4 separate regions of the Sus scrofa genome follow, and all the other regions are linked to region 4. A link is a contact called in public Hi-C data. All regions are on one chromosome and are shown on one strand. The core of a region is the stretch at or near the end of the contact, and the rest is flanking DNA. Distances in the headings are between cores, read along the strand shown. Region 1 overlaps PLCB1 (1-phosphatidylinositol 4,5-bisphosphate phosphodiesterase beta-1). Region 2 overlaps HAO1 (hydroxyacid oxidase 1). Region 3 holds the start of HAO1 (hydroxyacid oxidase 1). Region 4 overlaps PLCB1 (1-phosphatidylinositol 4,5-bisphosphate phosphodiesterase beta-1).

Region 1 (3,123 bases), core at 383-2,882, 570 kb before region 4:
TTAGGGCTCGATCTCTTTGTTCTGCCACATCTGGGGCTCATTGGGCTTCTCATTTGCTTGTTTTCTGTTTTTCCACTTTCACCTTCCAAATCCAGAGCTTACCGCGGGTAAGTTGCTTAATGCATCTCAGCTTCAGTTTCCTCGTGTGTCATCTGAGGATTGTAGTGTTTTCTACTGCACAGAAGAGCTGGTACCATTAAAGAGGGAAGGCACGTGCCTTGCTTTGTGTGGCGCTTGACACATAACACTCGATATGTTTTTAGAAGTGATTATCCCCCAGTAATTAGATGGCCGTGAACTTTATCAGAGAGGTCAGTATGTGTTGGGTGACTCTTTTGTTCTACAAGTGGAAAGATCCAGACCTTCCTTCCATTCCCTTTAATGTGTGCTTGATTCTCATATTTTATATTTTGAAAAGGAAAAAAAAATCAGTTTTTTACCCTTTTAAAAAATACAGGTATTTCAGAGAAAATGAAGATATGTAAAAAGCAAAATCTTTTCTCTTTAGAGCAAGTCAACTCTAAAGCATCCAAAAGTTTATTTCTACTTAAAAACCTTAAAAAATATATGGGAATTCCCTTGTGGCAGTGGGCTAAGTACCTGGCATTGTCACTGCAGCAGCCTGGGTCACTGCTGTGACTCAGGTTTGATCCCTGAGTTTGGGTACTTCCACATTGCCACAGACATGGCCCAAAAAAACAAGAAAAGAAAATGTACACACACAGAGTAAGCGCACAAGTGCTCAGAATAAGGAGGAAATAGTTACACAAAACTTGGGTAATTTAGCAAGAAAAAAATTATATGTAAAAGATAAATATATAAAATGATATATATATTATAAATAATTATATATGTTTATATATGTAAAAGTTATAAATATATAAAAGTCATATATATATAAAACAGCTCACGTCATAATCCTGTCTCATAAGTCTAATTTTACATTCAAAAATCATAATTGCTTGGCTGGCTAAATTGTTTGAGAAAAAGACTAGGAAGCTCTGAGATTTGGATTTGCACTAATTCCCTATGAATTTGAAACAGCTCCCTCTTCCCTCTCTACTGCCCTGCCCTCCCCCACTGAAAAACCCAGGGCTAAAATAGGTAATAATAGTAATAACAAACCATGTTAGTATATTGCACATTTCCCAGCATCCTGCACAGACGCTCAGTTAGAACTTCTGCACTACGTAAAATCTACAGTTGTAGTTTCCAAAATGATGACAAGATGAGACTGCCGAGATGAATGAGGAATCGGAGGAGAAGGTTTATGAGGTGGACAGTTAGCAGTGTTCACTCTGGAAAGGTTGTATGGGAAAGAGAGAAACACAGCTCTGGTTGGTAGATGGTCGATCCAAATGCAGCCCCTGGGGGATATGTGGATTTTTTTTTGACTGGAAGGCTGGCAGGTACCCTCTAAAATGTCACTTACATATGCCCGGATTTGTCTGTTTGCATTGTCTAGAGGGGTTTTGTGAATTTCTCATTGACACTGATTATGATAGTCCAAGAAGATAAGTTTTCCAAAGTGAGTCAATAAGGCTATTTTAAGCTTTTTATCAGAGTGTAACATCCGTGAAGTAAAACATGCAAATCTTCTGCCCAGCTGGGTCAGTTTCCACAAAATGAACATTCTCCTGGGAGCAGCACCAGCGAGAGAAAGAGCATTGTCAGCACCACCACCCCCAGCCCCTCCACCCCCTCTCCTGACTTCTAACTCCATAGATCGGTTTTGCCTGTCTGTGATGTAATCAAGTTATTTTCTTTTTATTTTCAATGAAAACAAAACAAAAGCTTGTTCTCCAGCCGGGACAAGCACTTTTATTATTGCTGAACGGACCCTCTTCAACAGTAACAGAAGTGATTCATTCTAGTTTAGATGGACGTTGATGAGGTAAAGCCTGGGAAGCAAAGCAGGTGTAGGCAATGCCACGAAGAAAACAGTTAAACAAAACTCTAGTAATTGAGCAAGGAAATGCAATGCCTAGGCTGTTATTGGCAGAGCAAAGCAGACTAGGAGAGCACAGGTTTCTGGAATATGTTTTCCTCTAGGAGGTTTTCTCTCTTATCTTGCCTGACTTTGATATTCTCACCCATGGTGCATTAGGGTAATTTACTCTGGCTATTAACATATCTCCAATCCTTCCCATGAAAGTTTAGCCTATTGAGGAATAGCTTCGAATGATATTTACCTGCAATGACTGTTTCAATGAGAAAGGAACATTTTGCTTTTTTTTTTTTATGTCAAACTTGGTAATCTGGAGTTAACTGCTGCTTTATCAGGATTGTTTCATGTTATCATGAACAAGCAGTGCTAACAAAATGGAAAGGGATTGATTGTGAATTGTTGACTAATGCTGTGGGTTTCCACCTAAATAACAAATCTTTGGTAACTGAAAAACCTTAGTTTTTCCTGCTGCCAGAGCTAATGTGAGGTTCAAGCAGGCTTTTCAGCTCAAATCATAAATTCCATCTGCTCAGACAGATTTCACGATGCTCCCCTTGCCCCATCTTTTCCATGTCCGATCCTTCAGTCAGAGCTCATGTCCCTGCATATCAGTAAGGAAAGGAACTAGCATATATTTCTGAGATTTGCACATGAGATCTTAAGGAAGCCTTCAGTTTCTATAAAAAAAAAAAACAAAACTAAATAGCATATAAAGAAGGCTGGACTCTTTAAGAGTTCTTCATGTTCCTCTCTGATATCTTTATGTTCTGATATTTGATTTTATTATTTTTTTCACATTACTTTCAATTTGGAGATTTTTTTTTTTGCACTTTTTTTGCTTTTTAGGGACCCACTTGTGGCACAGGCATAAGTAAGTTCCCAGCCTAGGGGTCAGATCCAAGCCACAGCTGCCAGTTTATACCACAGCTACAGCAACTCAGCATATGAGCCTCGTCTGCAGTCTTCACCACAGCTCACGGCAGTGATGGATCCTTAACCCAATGATCGAGTCCAGGGATTGAACCCTCATCCTCATGGATACTAGTTGGATTTGTTTCCACTGCATCACAACGGGAACTCCCTATTTTAATTTTGTTCGGAAAAAAAAAATGCTTAGAGGAGTTCCTGTTGTGGCTCAGCACGTGAAGAACCCAACAAAATCTCCATGAGGATGT
Region 2 (3,043 bases), core at 431-2,930, 800 kb before region 4:
GCTATAGACAGCACCATGTAAGGGACTAATAACCTTGAGCAAGATCTGAATTTCTCTAAGCCTCAGTTTCCACTTCCACAGGAGCTGGAGAAAGCTCATTAGGGCTTTGGGCTCAAATATTTTAAGACAGTAGCCGAGGATAAATAAGTTAATAAATTCAAATTGCCTGGCATATATTAATTTCTAAATAAGTGTTGGTTATCATCATTTTTCACACGACTTTGAAGTATCATTTTTTAAGTGTATGGAGAATTTATTAAATGCCTATGTGTTTTTAGCAAGGTCCAGAGATAAATACATATCTGATTGCTCTCTATCCCAAGAATGTAGCTTTAAGAAATGAAAATCCAATGTAGGCAGATGTCATGTCCTGTCAATGTCCTCCAGCCTGGCTTAGAGTAGAAGGTAGGGAAAGAAAGGGAATATCAGAAATATAAGGAAGGGCAGGTCTCCACTTGGATCCCTCTTTTTGTTGATGACATTTTAAAAGGGCCCCAAAACATTTATTCAAATTCTGAAAAAAAAATCATAAAGATTATCTGTTCCTGTTGGGAGTTTTCTAGGGCTTTCGTTGTTGTTTGTTTTGTTTTTTTAAGGCTGCACCTGAAGCATATGGAAGTTCCTGGGCCAGGGGTTGAATCAGAACTGCAGCTGAAGCCACAACCACAGCAACACAGGACCCAAGCTGCATCTTGCAGCAACACCAGATCTTTAACCCAATGAGCAAGGCCAGGGATTGAACTCTCAGCCTCACAGAGACTATGTCAGGTTCTTAATACTCTGAGCCATAATGGGAACTCCTGTTTTCTGGTTTTGAGTGTTCTCTCTTTCTCTTTCAACTTAGCAGCAGAACTCTTTCTTTAAAGAATTGTTCTTGGAATTCCCGTCCGTGGCTCAGCGGTTAACGATTCCGACTAGGAACCATGAGGCTGCAGGTTCGATCCTTGGCCTTGCTTAGTGGGTTAAGGATCCGGCGTTGCCATGAGCTGTGGTGTAGGTTGCAGACGCGGCTTGGATCCCGCGTTGCTGTGGCTGTGGTGTAGGCCAGCAGCTACAGCTCCAACTGGACCCCTAGCCTGGGAACCTCCATATGCCGCAGGAGCGGCCCTAGAAAAGGCAAAAAGACAAAAAAAAAAAAAAAAAAGCCAATCTAAGGCAGGCCTTTGTCATGAGTTTGGCCGCAGGAGCGGCCCAAGAAATGGCAAAAAAGACAAAAAAGATAAAAATAAAGAACTGTTCTTTCTAATCCCAGCGAGCAACACAAGTAGCTGAAGGCTCAGTGACACACACTACTACCCTAACATCCTTGGAAACAACTCCAGCTTCTCTGGGGCACCAGAAGTAAACCACTGATCTCCACAAGCAGCTCCCTTTATCAGGGAGGAAATGTAATCCTAGAGAGTGAGAATGACCCGCCACAGAAAGTGAAACTAGTTAGTGGTGAATTTCCACATAAATCAGACGCCCCAGCTGGACAGTCCAGGGGACAGTTGTAGCCCATAAAAGTATTTGCTTTGGCCCACACATTGTTGCCTCAAACAGTATTTTAAAGAATTTTGATTTATTTGCCAACATTTAAAAACCAGGAGATTGCACGTAAAAATCAAGGTTTCTGGCTTCTCTTAACATTTAGGAAGATTTGGCAATCCCACATCCTCGCTCCCCTGGGGCATCAGTTAGCTCAGTGCTGAGATGTGGCTGCTCTCCTTCAATGGAACTCGCAATCTCAGGTTCGCTAGTCTCCACCACGGAGCTTACGTTTTCTTAACTTCATTTTCTTAACTTCCTTGAACCTTTACATTACCAGCCTGGCCCTTAAAGCCATTTTTTGAGGTTCCTGCAAAAAGCTTAAAACAAAAACATCTTTAACCAAGGAAAAAGAGCAATTTTCATTCCCGCTAAGATGAACCACGTATTCCTTTCTGAAAGCAATGTTTTAATGTATGGAAGAGAAATATTTTAGGGACTTGAAATATCGGGGGCAAATAAAAAGCGAGCCCCATTTCAGGAAGCTTTTCCTTTTCACGTGATCCCCACAAGAACTTCTAGCGGTAAGATCGCTTATGTAACTAGCGTTGCCAGGTTTAGCAAATAAACATAGGATACCCAAATGATTTGGTTTTTATCTAAATTTCAATGATCACTAGCTCCCCGTGTTTTATTTGGCAATCCTACACTCATTTCCATTTTGGAAACGAAGGCAGAGTAGCTTCTTTGGTCCCTCTACACCGCCGCAGCCGTGTGAAAAAGAGAGCTCTGTTCTAGGGCTTCATTCACCCCGGAGACTGTCCCCAGGGCCGAGACGAAAGGCCAGAGAACCCTTGAGGCAGATCTGTGTGAAGAAATCTAGAGAACCAGTTAGGACGTGAGGTCGTGGTACCCTGGCAACTTCCAGAACTTTCTAGATGCTTATTCTAATTATTCAGGCCAGACCATTCCCTGGGGATTTGAATGCCCTTCACCTGCTCCTACCAACCAGCCTAATGGGAACACTTTCTCCAGAAAGGGCTTTTAACTAACCTCTATCCTCTGAACTTGGCTTCAATTTCTCCTTCTCCCTAGGGTCCAAGACCCTGGAAACAAGAAAGCTTGATTAGAGGCCAGATAATTTAGAGGCTGGGGGAAAAAATCCCCCACAAAAACTTCCATAGATTTCACCATCTCCCCAAGGATCAGGCTGGCTTGAGAGGACTTCCATATTTTGAAATGATATAATTAATCGTATAGCAGACGCATAGTGATTTTCTGAGTTTTGAGAAAAGGAAGAACTCTCCACCAAATACGAGTGTTCCTCCATGCTGACTGAAATTTGCCTGTGGCTACATACATATTCAAGTAGCCGTCTTGGTTTGCTTTCTTCCAGAAGCTGACAATGAGATAATGCTATGAGCCTTTCTTTTATTTGGGAATGATCCCAAGATGAACCAAAGGAGTCTGAAGGTGAAAGGGGGTGGGAGACAGCCCAAGAAGGCTCTACTAATGGGCAGGTAGCTTCTGAGGACAACTGAGTCTCGGTTCTGTTGGGGAAACCCTGGGGGACAGG
Region 3 (3,020 bases), core at 145-2,644, 780 kb before region 4:
GCAGAAAATATCAAAAGGATCTAAAAAATTCCATAATGGTTGGAAAAAAAGATCATGCAGAATTTTAAGCCCCTCCACTCTCAGCCAACTTTTCTCTTCCCATGGCTCCCCCTAGCTTTTTTAAAATGCCATTTTTGTTGCAAAGAAAATCCAAGACAAAGTCAAGGCTTGAAGGAGTTTAGGGGAGGCCCCACTTCAACTCTCAAGCTCCTACACTGATTTGCAGGTGAATCAGTCTGCTTGCCAGCAACCACCTTGTGTAGAATGATTTCATTTCTCCCAGTTGACAAGTAGAAAAGTGATTTTGAGTGATTTTGCTCTAGGGGCTAAAGAAGAAATCAAGGAGGAAGGTAGATTCTTTCCTTTGGATACTTTCTGCCTTTTTTTTCTTTAATTTATCACCATCAATGAGTACTCATGACATTCATTGGCTTTACTAATGGCTGGAAGAAAAGATCAATGAGCTTCAAAGACTATAGTATATTGAAGGCTCTCTTCCCCTGCTCCAGCAAATAAACCATTTCCTAACTGCCTTGAGAGAAAAGCACTCCTTTAGAGTTATTTTGTTTCTTGTTTTTATTACAAACAGAAACCATAAACCATGACATCCACCATGTTGGATCTTGAAATATGAAAGTCAAGGGAAAACTAATTTGGGAAGAGAGATGAAGCACTTTAGAGATGAAACAGCAAAGCTGAAAGATTAATGTTCTTTAGGCCAATTGAAAGCTCAAGTGAAAGTTTAGACAATAGTAATCAGAATGAATGATAATGGCAAGCCAGAAGGATGAGAACATTTGAGAGAACAATCCGATCTGGTTCCACCAGATAAGATGGCTATCTTGCATTTAATACGAATGGCTTTCTCCACCATAAACATACACTCTGTCAGCCTCAAAGAAAAAGAAAACAGAGTCAGAATCTGTCACTATTTTTATACACAGTTAAATGAATCATCCACGTCATTTCAAGTGAGGAAACTTAGGGTTAGATTTTTTTTTCTGTCAGCTGTCCAAGATTGCCAGGCTTGGGATATTTTTATTTTAAAACAAGTTTAAAGATCAATATGTCTCACAGCCCCATGAATTGCCCCCTCTCTAATAAGCATATTGTCTAGACAAATAATTTCACACTATCAACACAGAAACTGATCTTGCTCTGGTAGAATGTCCATGTGTAATCTCAAAGCATGATTTAAAAAAATATTCTTACCTGGAAAATGCTGCAATATTATCAGCCAAGGTTTCCTGATCATTTGCCCCAGACTTATAATAGTCATATATAGACTTCTGAAGTATGGATTTAGCATGTTGCTCATAATCACTGATACAGACAAGCCGGGTGAACATTTTCCTGGGTTATTGCAAACGCCAGGATGGTTTTTTGTTTGTTTTTTTTTTTTCTGTATTGCTTTCTACATCCTGACAATTCTGCTATTTGTCAATTATTAATAGACTTTTTCCAAAGTTCAGATTTCCTTCTCTGTTGCTTACAGTAAGTGAGCAAACATATGCTTAGACTTTGAAATTTCTTTTGCAGCTGTCTGCCAAAGAGCAGGTACACCTAAGCCACAAAAAATTGGGCTGGAGAGGCAGCAGAAGGGGATTAGGTGTCTGTCATGTTAAAAAGGCATAAGAATGAGTCAAAAATTAAAGACCTAGAGAAGTACTTGCATGAAACCCCTCTTGGCTCAGTTCTTCCTAAGGCTGCTTCATTCCCACGGTGTGTGACTTGGCTATTTAATTGGTACCCAGAATGTGCCATCCACTCATTTTCCTCCCAAATTTGGATCATGCACATATATGAAAAAGAGCCTATGAAATGGATGGGAAGGAAGGGAGGAAGAGAGGGAGGGAGGGAAGGAAGAAGGAAAGGAGGAAGGAAGGGAAGAAGAAAGATAGCAATGGCTTTGACATCGGTCAGTCCTGGATTTCCACCTGGGAGCCCCCACTTAAAGTGGCTCACCAGCTATTCAACTGCTGAATTCCAACTGCCTGCACCTGTATGAGAATGTTCTCTTGAACTTGGAGCCTACTTTTCCATCCACATGGCAGGCTAAAGTGCTGTGGACTCAATGCTCCATGGAACAATCCTACACCAAGAGCTTAAGGGAATTGGTGTATAAATACGAAATTCCTCACTCCTCTGGCAGTTAACTCCTAGATGTGCATCCTACGGTGCAGGCTTCAGTCGCCCACAAATGCCATTGGTTGGTAACTCATCCTGTATTAGCTGCCTTTCCTTCCCATCTCACTACCCCTTAATGGAATTAAAGACCTTACAGCTGTTAGGATTAGCATTGAATTCAATATCGGTTTATTCCAAAGTTCACAGATGCCTGCTTTTTGCTTCAGTTCAATGATAGCTAAATTGGCCTCAGAAATACTATTGGAAAGTGAAAATCCATTAATCCTTTCTAGAAGAAAAAACTCAACTGCACAGCTAAGAAAATCATTATAAAAATTGGTCTGAGATCTTACTTCCTGTGAGAACTGATCAAAAGTTGCAGATTAAAGCATGACCTTTTAGAAACCTATTCATTTATTTGCAACTTCTATAGTTATTAAAACTGTTAGCACTTTGCAACTCAAGTAATTTTGATGCAGAGACAATTTAACACTCCAGAATGAAACTTAAGCAGGTCAAGTGCTAGTGTTAACTAAGGAATTGAAGGGCCAGTGTTTCCCAAATTGTGGCCCTGGACCAGCAACAATCAGCCTCACCAGGGAACTTTTGTTAAAAGCACAGATTCTCAGGCCCCACCCCAGTTGTGCTGAATCAGAAACTCTACAGCCTTTTGTGCTATAACTAGCCTTCCAAGTGATTCTGATACATGATATTATTTGAGAACAACTGCTAGCCAAAGATGGATAGAGAATAGAAGCAGGTTTTTTTTTTTTTTTTTTTTTTTGGCTGCACCCCTGGCATACAGATGTTCCCAGGCCAGGGATCAAACCCACATCACGGAAGTAACCTGAGTCACTGCCATGCCAACACCAGATCCTTAATCTGCTGTACCA
Region 4 (3,182 bases), core at 600-3,099:
ATAGTGTCTGTGACGATATAGGTTCAATCCCTGGCCTCACTCAGTGGATTAAGGATTGGCATTGCTATGCGCTTCAGCCTAGGCTGCAGATGTGGCTCAGATCCAGTGTTGCTGTGGCTGTGGCATAGGCCTCAGCTGCAGCTCCAATTTGACCCCTAGCCTGGGAACTTCCATATGCCTCAGGTACAGACCAGGAAGAGGGGAGGGAGGGAGGAAAGGAAGGAAGGGAGGGAGGAAGGGAGAAAGAAAGGTGCTTATGACTGATGAGGAAAAAATTCAAAAATGATCACCTATTTCCTTTTAATTATTTTTCATTTAGTCTCAGTTCTTTTCCAACTCTAATCAAAATCTTGGCAATCTACAATGTGCCATAAGAAGATCTCTGATTGGAGGCTAAACAAGTGAAGGAAACTTTAAGCTTGAATGTAGGAAGTTCTTCAATTAAAAAGTTTATCTGAGGAGTTCCCGTCGTGGCGCAGTGGTTAACGAATCCGACTAGGAACCATGAGGTTGCAGGTTCGGTCCCTGGCCTTGCTCAGTGGGTGAACGATCCGGCGTTGCCGTGAGCTGTGGTGTGGGTTGCAGACTCGGCTCGGATCCCATGTTGCTGTGGCTCTGGTGTAGGCCAGTAGCTATAGCTCCAATTCGACCCTAGCCTGGGAACCTCCATGTGCCGCGGGAGCAGCCCAAAGAAATAGCAAAAAAAGACAAAAAAAAAAAAAAAAAAAAAAAAAAGTTTAGCTGACATTGGAACAATCCCTTTGGAAAACTGTTTGGCATCATCTGCAAAAACTAAGCTGAACACATACCTATGAACCTCTGGGCCCCAGAGAATTCCATCCCTAGATGTACCCCCATGAGAAATGCATAGAGCTGTTCACCAGGAGATGTGTACAGGAATTGCTTAAAGCAACACTGTTCAGACTAGCCCATGAAGAGATAAGTAAATCATGGTATAATCATGCCACAGAATAATGAGCAGCAATAATGATCTACAATTGCACACAGCAGTATGGACAAATCCCAGAAACACAATGTTGAGTAAAAGAAGTCAAATGCAAAATGAAACAAAACAACACAAAACAACAACAGCAACAGAAAGTATCCACTCTATGCTTCTATTTATATAAAGTACAAAAACATGCAGAACTAACCTGGACCATTGGAGGTCAGGAGATGGTTACCCTTGGTGAAGAATGACTAGAAACCCAAGGAGGTTTCTGGACACTGGTTATATTTTGTTTCTTGTCCTGGGTACTGTTTCCTAAGGTCTGTGTGATCTGTTTATGGGCTGTACACGTATGCTATGTGTACTTCTTTGTATACCAATCATATGTAAAAAGATTTAAAAGTCATTTTTAAAAATTGAAATATAAACTCTAGGGCAATCAGGGAAAAAAAAAAAAAGATTGGCCAAGACTCTTTCTTTTCTTCCATGTTTCCACCTCAACTGCCAATTACTTTTATTGTTTAGATTAAAATCCTCATCAACAGATGTTTTATAATTCCTTGAAAGGTTTTTTAGGTTTTGGGGTTTTTTTGGGTTTGTTTTGTTTTGTTTTTTGGTAGTTTTTGACTGGGTGTTTCAAACATTATTATGCAATTCTGATTCTTTTTTCAAAAATAACTTTTGTTCCCAGTAAGCATGTTCTTTTTGCAGTTTTGGAATGAATGTCACTCACAGGCCACCTCTTTCTCAGGATGATCCTGTCTCTTGAATGCTAGTGAGGGAAACGTGCCTTCCTTTGCATGTGGGAGCTTGTTGTTTTACCATCTGCCTTTCCCAGTCCCCTCCCTTTTATTAACTGGATACATAACACAAATAACGATTTTTACAGGCAGTGAACACTGTTGCTTAATTCAGAGAAAGAGCAAGCAATCTGTTAGTAATTGGGTAGATTTCCTAAGCTAGCTCCCGAACTCGGTTGTGCAATCTTTATTTTGATGGAAAGTTTTGAGCATTTTAATATGTAGGTATGCCCCTGAATAAAGAGCACTGCTCATTTACCATTTGCATCAGGAACACATGTAACTTAGATGTTTTCAGCATCGGAAACCCATGTAACTTGAAACATTTGAAATGTTTCGTATATCAAAGCTCGTCTATCACGGCCCCTGTTGGCCACATCCTCCCCCAAAATCTAGCTCTTTGCCTGTACCCTTGTCAAAGAACTGGAATATAGTAAATTTTTATTGTTCAAAAAGATTCCTCCAAGTTCCCTCTAAAAATGTATAAGGGAGAAATCAGTTTCCTGCTCATAGAGTAAAAGAAGATAAATTCTTTCTTTCCCACGTATGTCAGAGAATGGCGGGATTATTTGAAATGACTGCTGGGTTGCTGTGACCCACGAAGCACTGTTCTGCCAAACACCTTCCTAAATTACTCAATCAAAAGAATCCCCCCTCTAATTAAAAAAAAAAAAAAGTTACAAAAACTCGAGGCAATAAACTTGATTATAAAAACTTTTTAACCTCTTAAAAGAATGTGTCTCTGATAGAATGTTTTCTAGTCAAAGTAGAATTGATTCATCTTATCAACTAACAGTATCAGCATCATAGTTAGTTACATGTGGCTTCCCTTTAATAAACAAACTGTAAATTATAAGCTGTGTTGGTTCTAGACATCTTTTCCCTCTAAAGATTATTTCATGAATACTTTGCTCGCTGCTATCATTCAGTAATCGATTGAACTTTGTCAGCCAAATGAAAACATTTATCAGCTTCTTGGAGGCAGTGCTGGGGGCAGTGTCATTTATAGAGATTGAGAAGCTGAGAGAAGGCAAGGAGGGGAGGTACTAGCCCATGGTAAATTACCTCACTGTTGAGCCAATATTGCCATCTACTGGGCTTCTTATGCTATTGCACCAAGTGGACCCTGAAAGAAGTCAAATCCAACAATTTAAAAGTATGCTTTATTTACTTTTTGACTTGAACATCTTGTTACATAATTGATATGACTGAGTCTGACTGAAGCCCAGAACTTGGAAGAACATAATGCCTTATATCAATGGGAATATTTAAGCTAGTGGAATCAGCCACCTAATCTTCAGAAGGAAAAACAATCTATTGAAATGACCATATATTGGCTAAATGTGAAGCTGCATTATATATGAATGAGGTAATTTCTATGCATAATTATTTTAGAGTTCACCCATTTTATCCTACCCTTTTAAACAGAATAT

Evidence for each region. A called contact is a pair of places that touch in the nucleus more often than the background predicts.
Region 1: a Hi-C map of liver shows a contact between it and region 4, with 6 times the contacts expected there. The contact joins two enhancer-like sites. A contact is called at or near these places in 4 of 5 promoter capture datasets (fetal liver, fetal skeletal muscle and liver), 23 of 47 Hi-C or Micro-C datasets (alveolar macrophages, brain, embryonic fibroblasts and 12 more) and 1 of 2 datasets of contacts at active chromatin or transcription factors (skeletal muscle).
Region 2: a Hi-C map of liver shows a contact between it and region 4, with 2.8 times the contacts expected there. The contact joins two enhancer-like sites. A contact is called at or near these places in 21 of 47 Hi-C or Micro-C datasets (adipocytes, blood, brain and 13 more) and 2 of 2 datasets of contacts at active chromatin or transcription factors (alveolar macrophages and skeletal muscle).
Region 3: a Hi-C map of subcutaneous adipose tissue shows a contact between it and region 4, with 4 times the contacts expected there. The contact joins the promoter of HAO1 here to the enhancer-like site in region 4. A contact is called at or near these places in 25 of 47 Hi-C or Micro-C datasets (adipocytes, alveolar macrophages, blood and 16 more) and 2 of 2 datasets of contacts at active chromatin or transcription factors (alveolar macrophages and skeletal muscle).

Annotation. Positions count from the first base shown.
Region 1 is chr17:17,012,084-17,015,206 of Sscrofa11.1, forward strand. All of the region lies in intron 1 of PLCB1 (1-phosphatidylinositol 4,5-bisphosphate phosphodiesterase beta-1), which reads left to right. Among named protein-coding and RNA genes, the nearest start is that of PLCB1, 6.4 kb to the left of the region's middle. Within about 2 kb of position 1,633, at least 6 of the 83 cell types and tissues checked have an H3K27ac peak or open chromatin away from gene starts, as enhancers often do. A contact at or near this core is called in liver, where this site is marked.
Region 2 is chr17:16,784,606-16,787,648 of Sscrofa11.1, forward strand. All of the region lies in intron 2 of HAO1 (hydroxyacid oxidase 1), which reads right to left. Among named protein-coding and RNA genes, the nearest start is that of HAO1, 16 kb to the right of the region's middle. Within about 2 kb of position 1,681, at least 8 of the 83 cell types and tissues checked have an H3K27ac peak or open chromatin away from gene starts, as enhancers often do. A contact at or near this core is called in liver, where this site is marked.
Region 3 is chr17:16,801,066-16,804,085 of Sscrofa11.1, forward strand. HAO1 (hydroxyacid oxidase 1) reads right to left here and starts at 1,395. Exons shown (of 8, transcript NM_001243431.1): 1 at 1,213-1,395. The coding sequence starts at 1,349.
Region 4 is chr17:17,584,827-17,588,008 of Sscrofa11.1, forward strand. All of the region lies in intron 14 of PLCB1 (1-phosphatidylinositol 4,5-bisphosphate phosphodiesterase beta-1), which reads left to right. Among named protein-coding and RNA genes, the nearest start is that of PLCB4, 330 kb to the right of the region's middle. Within about 2 kb of position 1,850, at least 9 of the 83 cell types and tissues checked have an H3K27ac peak or open chromatin away from gene starts, as enhancers often do. A contact at or near this core is called in liver and subcutaneous adipose tissue, where this site is marked.